2 separate regions of the Columba livia genome follow, and region 2 is linked to region 1. The links are chromatin contacts, called in public Hi-C maps. All regions are on one chromosome and are shown on one strand. Each heading gives the region's core, a stretch centred on a gene start, on an enhancer-like site or on the middle of the called end of the contact. The rest is flanking DNA. Distances are from core to core; before and after follow the strand shown.

The links. Hi-C and Micro-C count contacts between places; a contact is called where the count stands out from the background.
Region 2: a contact with region 1 is called in a Hi-C map of liver, with 3 times the contacts expected there. The contact joins the enhancer-like site here to the promoter of STK10 in region 1. A contact is called at or near these places in 2 of 2 Hi-C or Micro-C datasets (crop and liver).

What each region holds. Positions count from the first base shown.
Region 1 is chr14:2,391,102-2,395,567 of bColLiv1.pat.W.v2, reverse strand. It overlaps STK10 (serine/threonine kinase 10), which reads right to left and starts at 2,513. Exons shown (of 19, transcript XM_065029509.1): 1 at 2,181-2,513. The coding sequence starts at 2,336.
Region 2 is chr14:2,492,697-2,497,162 of bColLiv1.pat.W.v2, reverse strand. SH3PXD2B (SH3 and PX domains 2B) reads right to left here. Exons shown (of 16, transcript XM_065029511.1): 6 at 305-330. Among named protein-coding and RNA genes, the nearest start is that of SH3PXD2B, 53 kb to the right of the region's middle. Within about 2 kb of position 2,577, at least 1 of the 3 cell types and tissues checked has an H3K27ac peak away from gene starts, as active enhancers do.

The DNA of each region.
Region 1 (4,466 bases), core at 1,264-3,763:
GCCGTACAAACACCGCCTGGCTCCAAACCATCGCTTTTGTGTGAGAAGCAAGTTGAATTTAAAGCGGCTTCGAGACAATGATTAAAATTGTTCATTGTACCTTGGCTACCTATGTCCTCCTTGCACACAAGCAGGTTTGTTTGTTTGGGGCTTCTTTGTCAGCTGAGGAAAACAGGAGGACAGGCCTTTTCCTTCACACCTCCATCCTATTTGCACCTAGGGTAGTGCTCCAGATTTAGAGACACAGAAAGACAATATGCAAGTTAAATCTGAGCATGGCAGGATGCTACATCCCAGCAATAACGCTGCTGACTGTTATCGGGGCTTCATGGTGTGTGGCACCAGGATAATTTGGGATTCTGAAACAACCAAACAACATCTTGCACAAGAACTCTTCAAAAATCAACCGCGTCTGGTCACCAACCAGGATGGAGAACAGGCAGAGCACGTGGAGAACTAAAACTTTACTAAGAAGAATAGAATAGCCTTGTGATTTCTGCCACGGTGTTAACCCCCGCCCCCAGTCAATCGTGTTAAAACATCTCAAAAACAGACAGCTGCCTGAATGTACTAGTTATAGATGGAGTGAACTTCTGTTTATAAACACATAGCCCTCGCTGTGTCGTTTACTATAACGCACATTGTCTTTGGGATCAAAGAAGATGGAGGTAGTTGGCGATAGGAAGATGTTATTCCTTGACATCCTTAGCCCACAGTACTTAGAGTTACTCTGATAATTTTGTTATTGGTGTGAGGCTGGAGTTAATAGCAGAGGCATTCAGGTATGATAACAGACATAAAAACCAAACCAGCCACTTATAAAGTAGCTTTATTCTGAAAGTTGCCTGCTTTGCATACATTATACATGTCTAAAATAAAAGAATAACTGATTTCAATCCTTTCTAAGTTTTTATTTGTCTCAGAAGCCTATTAACTTATTTTACAATGTTTACTTCGTTCCTGTCATTGCATGGGAAACTTAAGCAAATATAAGCAAATAACTATCGAGCAGAAGAGTGAACGTTGCTACACACGAATGGGTTTCCAATGCACACCACCAAGTAAACTGGTAACAGAAGCACTGATCACCACTGGTGCTACTTTTGGAAGGATAAATGTATTAGGGATTTAAATACGATCCTTAGGAATTGCATTTTATTAGGTGGTAGGATCCTTCGCCACAGAGTTCCACTTCAGGGATACTTATGGCCAGTTTCTTAGAGATTTTCTATCAAATAACATGATAGAGACAAGTAAATACAACAAACCCCAGGACACCGTGGTAAAACACCTCTGTCCTGACCCGCAACCAACCAGCTCCCTTCCTGGCCTTCTCTTTAGTTACTACTTATGTCTTAATTCTGAAGAGGCAATGCCTTCTTAAATGAGACCATCAAAAACCAGCTGCCCAACAGCTAATTCACAGCCCCAGTCCTCAATGATGCAGGTGATGGGGGTGTCCCAGAGGGGCTGCACCCCCAACCTGCTCCTCCAGCCAGCCCCAAACACAAGTCTCCTCCACCAGCTGCTGCACCGCAGTGTTTCGGAGACAGTATCAACGAGAACGCCGTTGCTTCAGAGTGCAAAGTACAGCGAGTCTTTGGCGTTTAAAACCTCCATCCTCTAACATCAAGTTAAACATTAATAGCGCTGGACGTGTCCCCACTCTCAAGGAGATGGGCTCCTCTTCTCGCTCTGAGTTTCCTGCCGGCGAGGACCACAGGAATACAAATAATGTCACCCCCGGAGGCTCGCAAAACTTGGAGGCAGCCCCGAGACTGCTGACTTCCAAGAAATCTCCCTCCATTCATTGCACCGACAAGCTTGGCAAGGAACACCTCGTCGCCTTACAAAAGCATCGCTCTGAAAACAGGCGATATAAGGGGAAAAGCGGAAAAAGAAACGAAAAGGAAAGGTTGTCTCTCGCCTTTCGCCTGCCCCAAGCTAAGCGTTGCCCTCCCGCACCCCCGGACGACTCGCTGCCTTTGCCCCCCGCCGTCCCAGCGTGCGGGATGCGCGGAGCCGGCCCCGGGTCCCACATGGGTTTTACTCCCCGCTGCCCGGTTTGCTCAGCGAGCGGGGATCCCGCCGCTGCCAACGGGCCCCCGGCCCGCGGGAGGAGGCACCGCCACCCCCGCGGGGCCGCAGGTGCTTCGCCCCCCTCCCCAGCTCGGACCCACCTTGTAGACTTTGCCGAAGGCGCCGTCTCCCAGCTCCCCCACCACCTCCCACACCTCGCCGGGGTCCAGATCCCGGCGGACGTGCTCGTACTCCTTGGACCGCCGCTTCTCGAAGGTGGAGAGGCGCAGGATGCGGCGGAAATTAGCGAAAGCCATTGCGGAGCGGTGCGGGGCTGCCCGGCGGCGGCTGGGGAGCGAGCGGAGCCGCCTCCCGCGCCCGGCCCCGGGGGAGGACGGAGCCGCTGCGCCCGGGGAGCGGCGGGGCGGGAGCGGGGTCGCCTCCAGCCGCGCACATGGAGCCGGCGCCGCTCCACCTGCCGGCCTGGCCCCCGCCCCGCGCCATTGGCCGCCGGCCGCGCTCCGCCCGCCCCCCGGCGCGGGTGGGCACGGGTGGGCACGGCTCGGCTCGGCTCGGCTCGGCTCGGCGTGGTCTGGCACGGCCCGGCTCAGTTCGGCCCCGCTGGCAAGTCATGTCCCTGGCGGGGAGTCATAGAGTCATAGAATCATTTCAGTTGGAAGAGACCCTCAAGATCATCGAGTCCAACCATAACGTCACTCTGGCACTAAACCATGTTCCTGAGAACCTCGTCTAAACGCCTTTTAAACCCCTCCAGGGATGGTGACACTGCTCTGGGCAGCCTGTTCCAATGTGTGACAGCCCTGTCTGGTGAAGAATCTGAACATCCGCTGGTGCCACTTGAAGCCATTTCCTCTTGTCCTATTACTTGCTACTTGAGGGAAGAGACCAACCCCCTCCATGCTCCAACCTCCCTTCAGGCAGTTCAGAGATCAGAAGGTCTCCCCTCAGCTCCTGTTCTCCAGCTGAACCCCCCAGGTCCCTCAGCCGCTCCCATCACACTTGTGCTCCAGACTCCTCACCAGCTTTGTCATCTCTGCGCTCTCTCTAGTACCTCATCTTTTTCTTATGATGAGTCACTTTCCTCCCCATCACCCGTGCCCCCAGCACAGCAAGAAAGAGGCCAGACCATCCGGGGATAATGCCAAATACAAATAACACTGGAGACCTGGTAGGAAAGGTCTGAAACTCCTCAGCAGCTGCTGTCATGTTCCTGCCCGCTCAGCCCAGTGTATGGAGCGTGGTGAGTGAACAGCATCTGTACAGCTGCGCTGCTGGGGGCCGAGCAAAGAAACACATCTCCACATGTAAAAACACAACCCTCAACTCCCTTGGCAACTGAGGGACATTTCCTTCTTCCCCCAGTTCATCTCATGCGAAAATAGCCAAACACAAACATTTGAAAAACTCCCAGTAGCAGGAATTCGAGTGTATTAGCACCACGGGCACCCGCCATGAATTTGGTTTAGAGAAGATGTGACCCAACTGGTGTCAAGTGTGAAGGTTCCGCATCCTCGTCCCTGGCACAACTTCAGATCCTCTGAAAAACCAACTTGAAATCAAGTATTAAATGGGGACATCTAGGGGAAACACCCGACGGTGCAGCCGTGCTTGACAATATCTCTGGTGTTAACACCGGACTTAGTGGTAAACGGTTGTCCGGGCAGACATCAGTGATGCCACCACTGCTCACACCCGTGCGTGGATTTTGCCCCGTTAACACGTACAGTTAATGAAGCCGAGGGCACAGATGAATTGGCTCACTCCATCCGATGTGTGATGCAGGCGAAACTCAGCACAGGCTTTTGCTTTTGAGAACATCTGGGCTTGGTGATCTCTCATTAATTCCCTGGTATAGCAGACCCCAGAGCACCGGGGCTGGTCGTCGCCTCTTCTTGTCTTTGCCATTAAGAAAAAAGTGGTTTTATGCTGATATGATCAGCCTACACATTTCTATTGGGAATTTCCCGATACTAATGCTTGAAATACTATGCAAAACTCTGTTCGATTTGTGGTTGTACATGAATTTCAGCTGCCTTTTTTGAAGAAAGTTACATGTTCCCCTGCTTCTTCCCTTCGCCCCACTGAGTTGTAGGAAAAACAAGCTGAAAATGCAACCCAAGTATATCCCAGAGACAGAAAGAAGCTGAAAATAACTGAGCACTCTTTTTTTCACCTAACTTCGTGGGTTTTGGAGCTGATCTGATACCCTGCGTAGATCTGTCAATACTGGAGTAAGAACAGAGCAGAATCAGAGCAACTACTGGTGGAATTTCATCTTTTTAATCTCAGTTTTTCCAGGGTTTAGCTATTGATTTTTAAGTTATCATTCTTATTAGTGGCAGCATTTTTATTGTGCTAAATGGATGATAAACACTTTATATCAATATAAGAGCGATTCAGCTTTCAAACAACTGACTTGGACAAGA
Region 2 (4,466 bases), core at 1,328-3,827, 100 kb before region 1:
ATGTGGCAGCAATGGTGGCAAGGACTCGATTAACGAGCAAACAGGGCGGCCAGCACAGCACAGAGAGCTGCAGGTGTCTGTCCCACCTTTGGGAGCACCGCGGGGGGACCTGAGGTCAGGACTTGGAGGCTGCAGTGAAACCTCAGGTGGACAGAGGGGGCACACTGTGTTGGGGAGCCCTGTGGGGGAACACAGCCAGAGGCCGGCTTGCCATGGGGCCAGACCCTTGCCCCATTCCAAGAGACCATGGTTGTTGGTAAAAGGAGGAGCTGGTGGAACTGGCAGAGAGGAAAGGAGTCCTTACCAGACCTCTTCTTTCCAATGGGCTCCCTGAAAAAGAGAAGGAAGAGCGTCAGCAAAGGGATGGAGCAGTTGGGTTGTTGGCCAAGTGACAAATCCACCCAGAAGAGCATAGCAATGATGGCCCTAGTGGGGCCGCTGACCTCCCTCAACCAGCTAACCTCCCCACAGGTGACATGGGCCATCACCCGCCTTTCAAACAGCCTGTTTCTCCCCTCATTTAGTAACTTAATGCTTTCATCTTTCCTGGGGTGAGGCTTGGTTCCCGGCCTGGCCTCCTTGGTGCCTTGGTCTGACAGCCATGACTCCCACCATGTCACTTGGCAAAGGCAGGCAAATTGAGATGATCTGGCAGCAGAGCCAGGAGCAGGGGAAGCCCAAACCCCCAAAACTGCTCCCAGCATGGACGACAGATCCCACAGAAGTGGGCACCACTTCATAGACAGTCAAAGAGGGAAATACTGAAGTTCCTCTGTGCCCTGCACCTCTCTCATGGCCAAGGATGGGGAGTGGCTGGGGAAGGGGCAAACCCCAAAACTAAACAAGTCATGAAGGTGTTGTAGAGAGGACGAACACCAGGGCTGTGCAGTAGAAAAAGTGCCACCAGCACAGAGCAAGCAGGAGCTATTGGTGGTTACAAGGAGGCAATGAGGTAGCTCCAGCCAAAGTCCTCCCACTATGGCCAGCACTGGCCACACTGCTGATGAGATGGGTTAGAAAACACAGGTCCTGGGTCCCTTCTCTTACATGAATTTTCCCAAGAAATAGGGTGGCTGAACAGCCTCAAACCCACGGCATAAACCCAACCTTCTTCAGGCACAATGAAATGTGGGGCATTTCATGATCCAAAACCAAGCACCAAACCAAAGAAAATACGGCCAAGACAAGCTTCAAAAAATCATGGGTAACAAACCAAGACAACCAAATGGCCTGAAAACCAAACAAATGCACCAAACCCATTCCCAGCCCAACCACAGCGGCCCATGTTGTCGCAAAAGGGCTCTCAACACTTTAACGTAATGCTCCACTGTGGCCTTGCAACGCTGCTGCAGCACAGGGTGGTGGAAACCTGTGCCATGGTCACTTCCCGAGGAGCTTTGCCCGCTCCTCATGCTCACACACATGACAGATCAAGACCAACTGGCCAAGATGAAATATTCTGGTGCCAGAAGATACGCATTGATCCTTGTCACCTCCAGCAAGAATAACAAGCACAAAGCAGGCTCTGGAGCTTCCAAGGAGCAAAACATTCACCTCACGGTAAGGGGACTTTCCTGAGGCTGCAGAGCTGCTGGCTGCTACTTGGATCAGCCCAGATGGACCTCAGGAGCCCCTTCATCTGCTTATCAAGTCCACTGGCAAAACAACCTTTCCCTTTCCCCTCTCCCAGCTTTGTTTTCAGGCCAAGTAAAGAAATCCCTCCATGCTCGGCAAGAAAGCCAGCCAGAGCTGGGCTGCTCTTTGTTCTCTTTCAAGCTTATCTGTGTTTTCAGACCATAATGACTGCAGACATTGTATTCCCCTGGAGCGATGGGTGACTCTGCCCACCACCCTGGCAACACATTCTGTTCCTAATGCCTGAACCTCCTGGTGCCTCCCTCTCTTTGCACCTTAAACCTGTGGTACTCATCCACGCAGTTATCAATAAAATTAAATAAAATGCAAGAAAGATGGACTAGAAACAAATGGGACATTGTTATCTAGAAACTGGGGACTATCTGTTAAGTTCAGAAACCACAGCACTGTGCAAAGACCTGAACACCATCTCCCAGATGCAGAGAACAATGAAGGAATCTACTAGACAGAACAACCCAAAGACATTTCTAAGCAGAGACTGCACAGCTGAGCTAAATCAGAATTTATCAATATGCCCCATCCAATTTACCCCCGCTCAGCGGTGCGGTGGGGAAGTGAGGTGAAGCAAGGCCAGATGAGCAAGCTGGGCATGGCACCCTCGTGCTGACAGGAGGGTGCTGATGGAAATAACTGTTCTTTTCCCCCTGCCATCTGCTAAACCCATTACTGTAACTCATCCTCCTGTTTCCTTTCACCGCTCCTCGGTCTGAGTGAGGGGGCAAGGAAAGACCTGCAATTTCACTTTGCTGCTGGCACAGACACAAAGAGCTGCAGGTCTGAAGACCAGCTGCACCAGCCCACTGCCTCAGAGGGGACGAGAGCTCAGACAAGACAGGAAACAGCAATAAACTCCCGGCAGCATCTCCTCCTCCTCCATTCCCCATGGAGCAGAGAAAAGCACGCAGCAGAGCCTGCATGCACAGCCTCCTGGAAACCGGTGGCTCCAGAGGAGGAGAAGAAGAAAAGGCCACTCTGCCTTCCACTGTGAAACTCATTTAGCTCCCACCTCTGCAACGGCCAGGCCGTGCACATGAACCAGGCAGTCACAGCACAGTTACAAAGCACCGATCCACAGCTGTGACTGCGTGCCGCCAACCAGCCCCACAAAGCTTCCCAGGCGGTAAAACCCAGGACCCGTTCTCCAGCTGCTTCTCAGGACTTTCCCAGCTCCTGGTCAGCAACACTGAAGATAAAAGCTCCTGTGTGACCAGAGTGTCACTTAGAGCACAGTCTCAAGGTGCAGCGGCCTCAGTTCACCATCCTTCAATAACCCAGTGCAATCCTGAAAGGAAACTCTTACACATGGAGAACTCCTAGCACTAATTAACACTCCCCACGGAACTTTTTCTTTTAGGAAAAGAGAATCAGGTTTCTCAAGCATCTTCTCTAGTGTATCAGACAGCATCCCTCTGGATGCAGTGATGGGAAGGAGATGGGAGAACAAGCCTGTGACAAGGGCTTGAGGCAAAGCTAAGAGAACAAACAGAGACTGGCTGTTCTTCAGCAACATGTAGGTGAGCTGTTGAACTCCTCACTGTAGGATACTGTGGACACTGAAAGTCTTAATGGACTTACATGAAGCAAGAGAGGGACAGTGAAGCACCAGCAAAAGGAAGACAAGTCCAGCAGCTGCAGAGCCAGCCACACAGGAGCCACAATCAACACACAAGATGAGATGGATCTGAGGTCACCATTCCAAGAAAACACCTCCCACACAAAAAAACTTTGCTCTTGTAAAAAAATATCCTTCTGTAATACAGTAATGCCTTCAAAATAGCTATGAGGAGGTAGTTTATCTTCTAAGTATTCAGCGAGCTTGGAGATGTTAGAGGTTTTAGCAAAGTTTATGCAGATGAGACATACTGAGAACTGGGGTACAACAGAGTTCTTGTTTGGGAGAACTGATGGTTCGCAAATGCTCCACCGAGCGCTGAATGGAGCCCCTGTCCCCCGCACGGCAGTGCCGGTGCTACCCCTGTGTTTCACCACTGGGGAGTCGCCCAAGCTGAACCTTTGGTTTCAGAAAGCTTCCCCGTTAGCGCAGAAAATCAAATACACTGTCCACGTAAAGATCTTGCGCTGGCACAAAGTGTATTTTTGGAGATTGGCTTCAAGCCCTGTGATGCTTCTAACCTGCTGTCACCCAGGAAAGACAGCTATCAGTCAAGAGGGAGGGAGATCACTACTTTGGAGCTGAGATCTGGCCCAGGCTCCTGGTGCATCTGCATGTAGGGACGAGGAGAACTGCAAAACAAACAAGTCATTATACAAGCTGCCATTTGTCTGGATAGCAGGACGTGGCTCAAAAGCCACAAGCGTCCTTATCCAAACCAACATCCATCAACTCAGGGATCTCTAGTTTACCAGCAAAAGCTCCTGGAATGGCTTCCTAGAAGGGGCAGCTACTCCATCAGGAATGCGAGCCTCCCCTTTATCTATTAAATCCCCTGTCATCTGGCCCACAACTTCACGTCCCTATTACCCCCCAAACACCACACAAGGGTGACAAAGAAAACTTCTGCTCCTGGCACAGCCCAACGACAAAGAAAGGCAAGCGCACAAAAAGCTATGGGGAAGCAGGAGGAGAAGAGACTTGCTTCTGGAAGACACTGGCTACGAGTTTGCACTTCTCATTTATGGAAACAAGGGAAAGGAGTAGATTTGCTCCCCGTTGCAATGATGGAAACATGCTTCTCTCCAGCATCCTCTTCTGGCGCTTTGGACCAAACAGAAATCTTTCACCCGCTGATGGCTGTGAGCACGACAGCTCTCAGCAGGACCTTTCCATCAGCCCACACGGGAAACAAGCT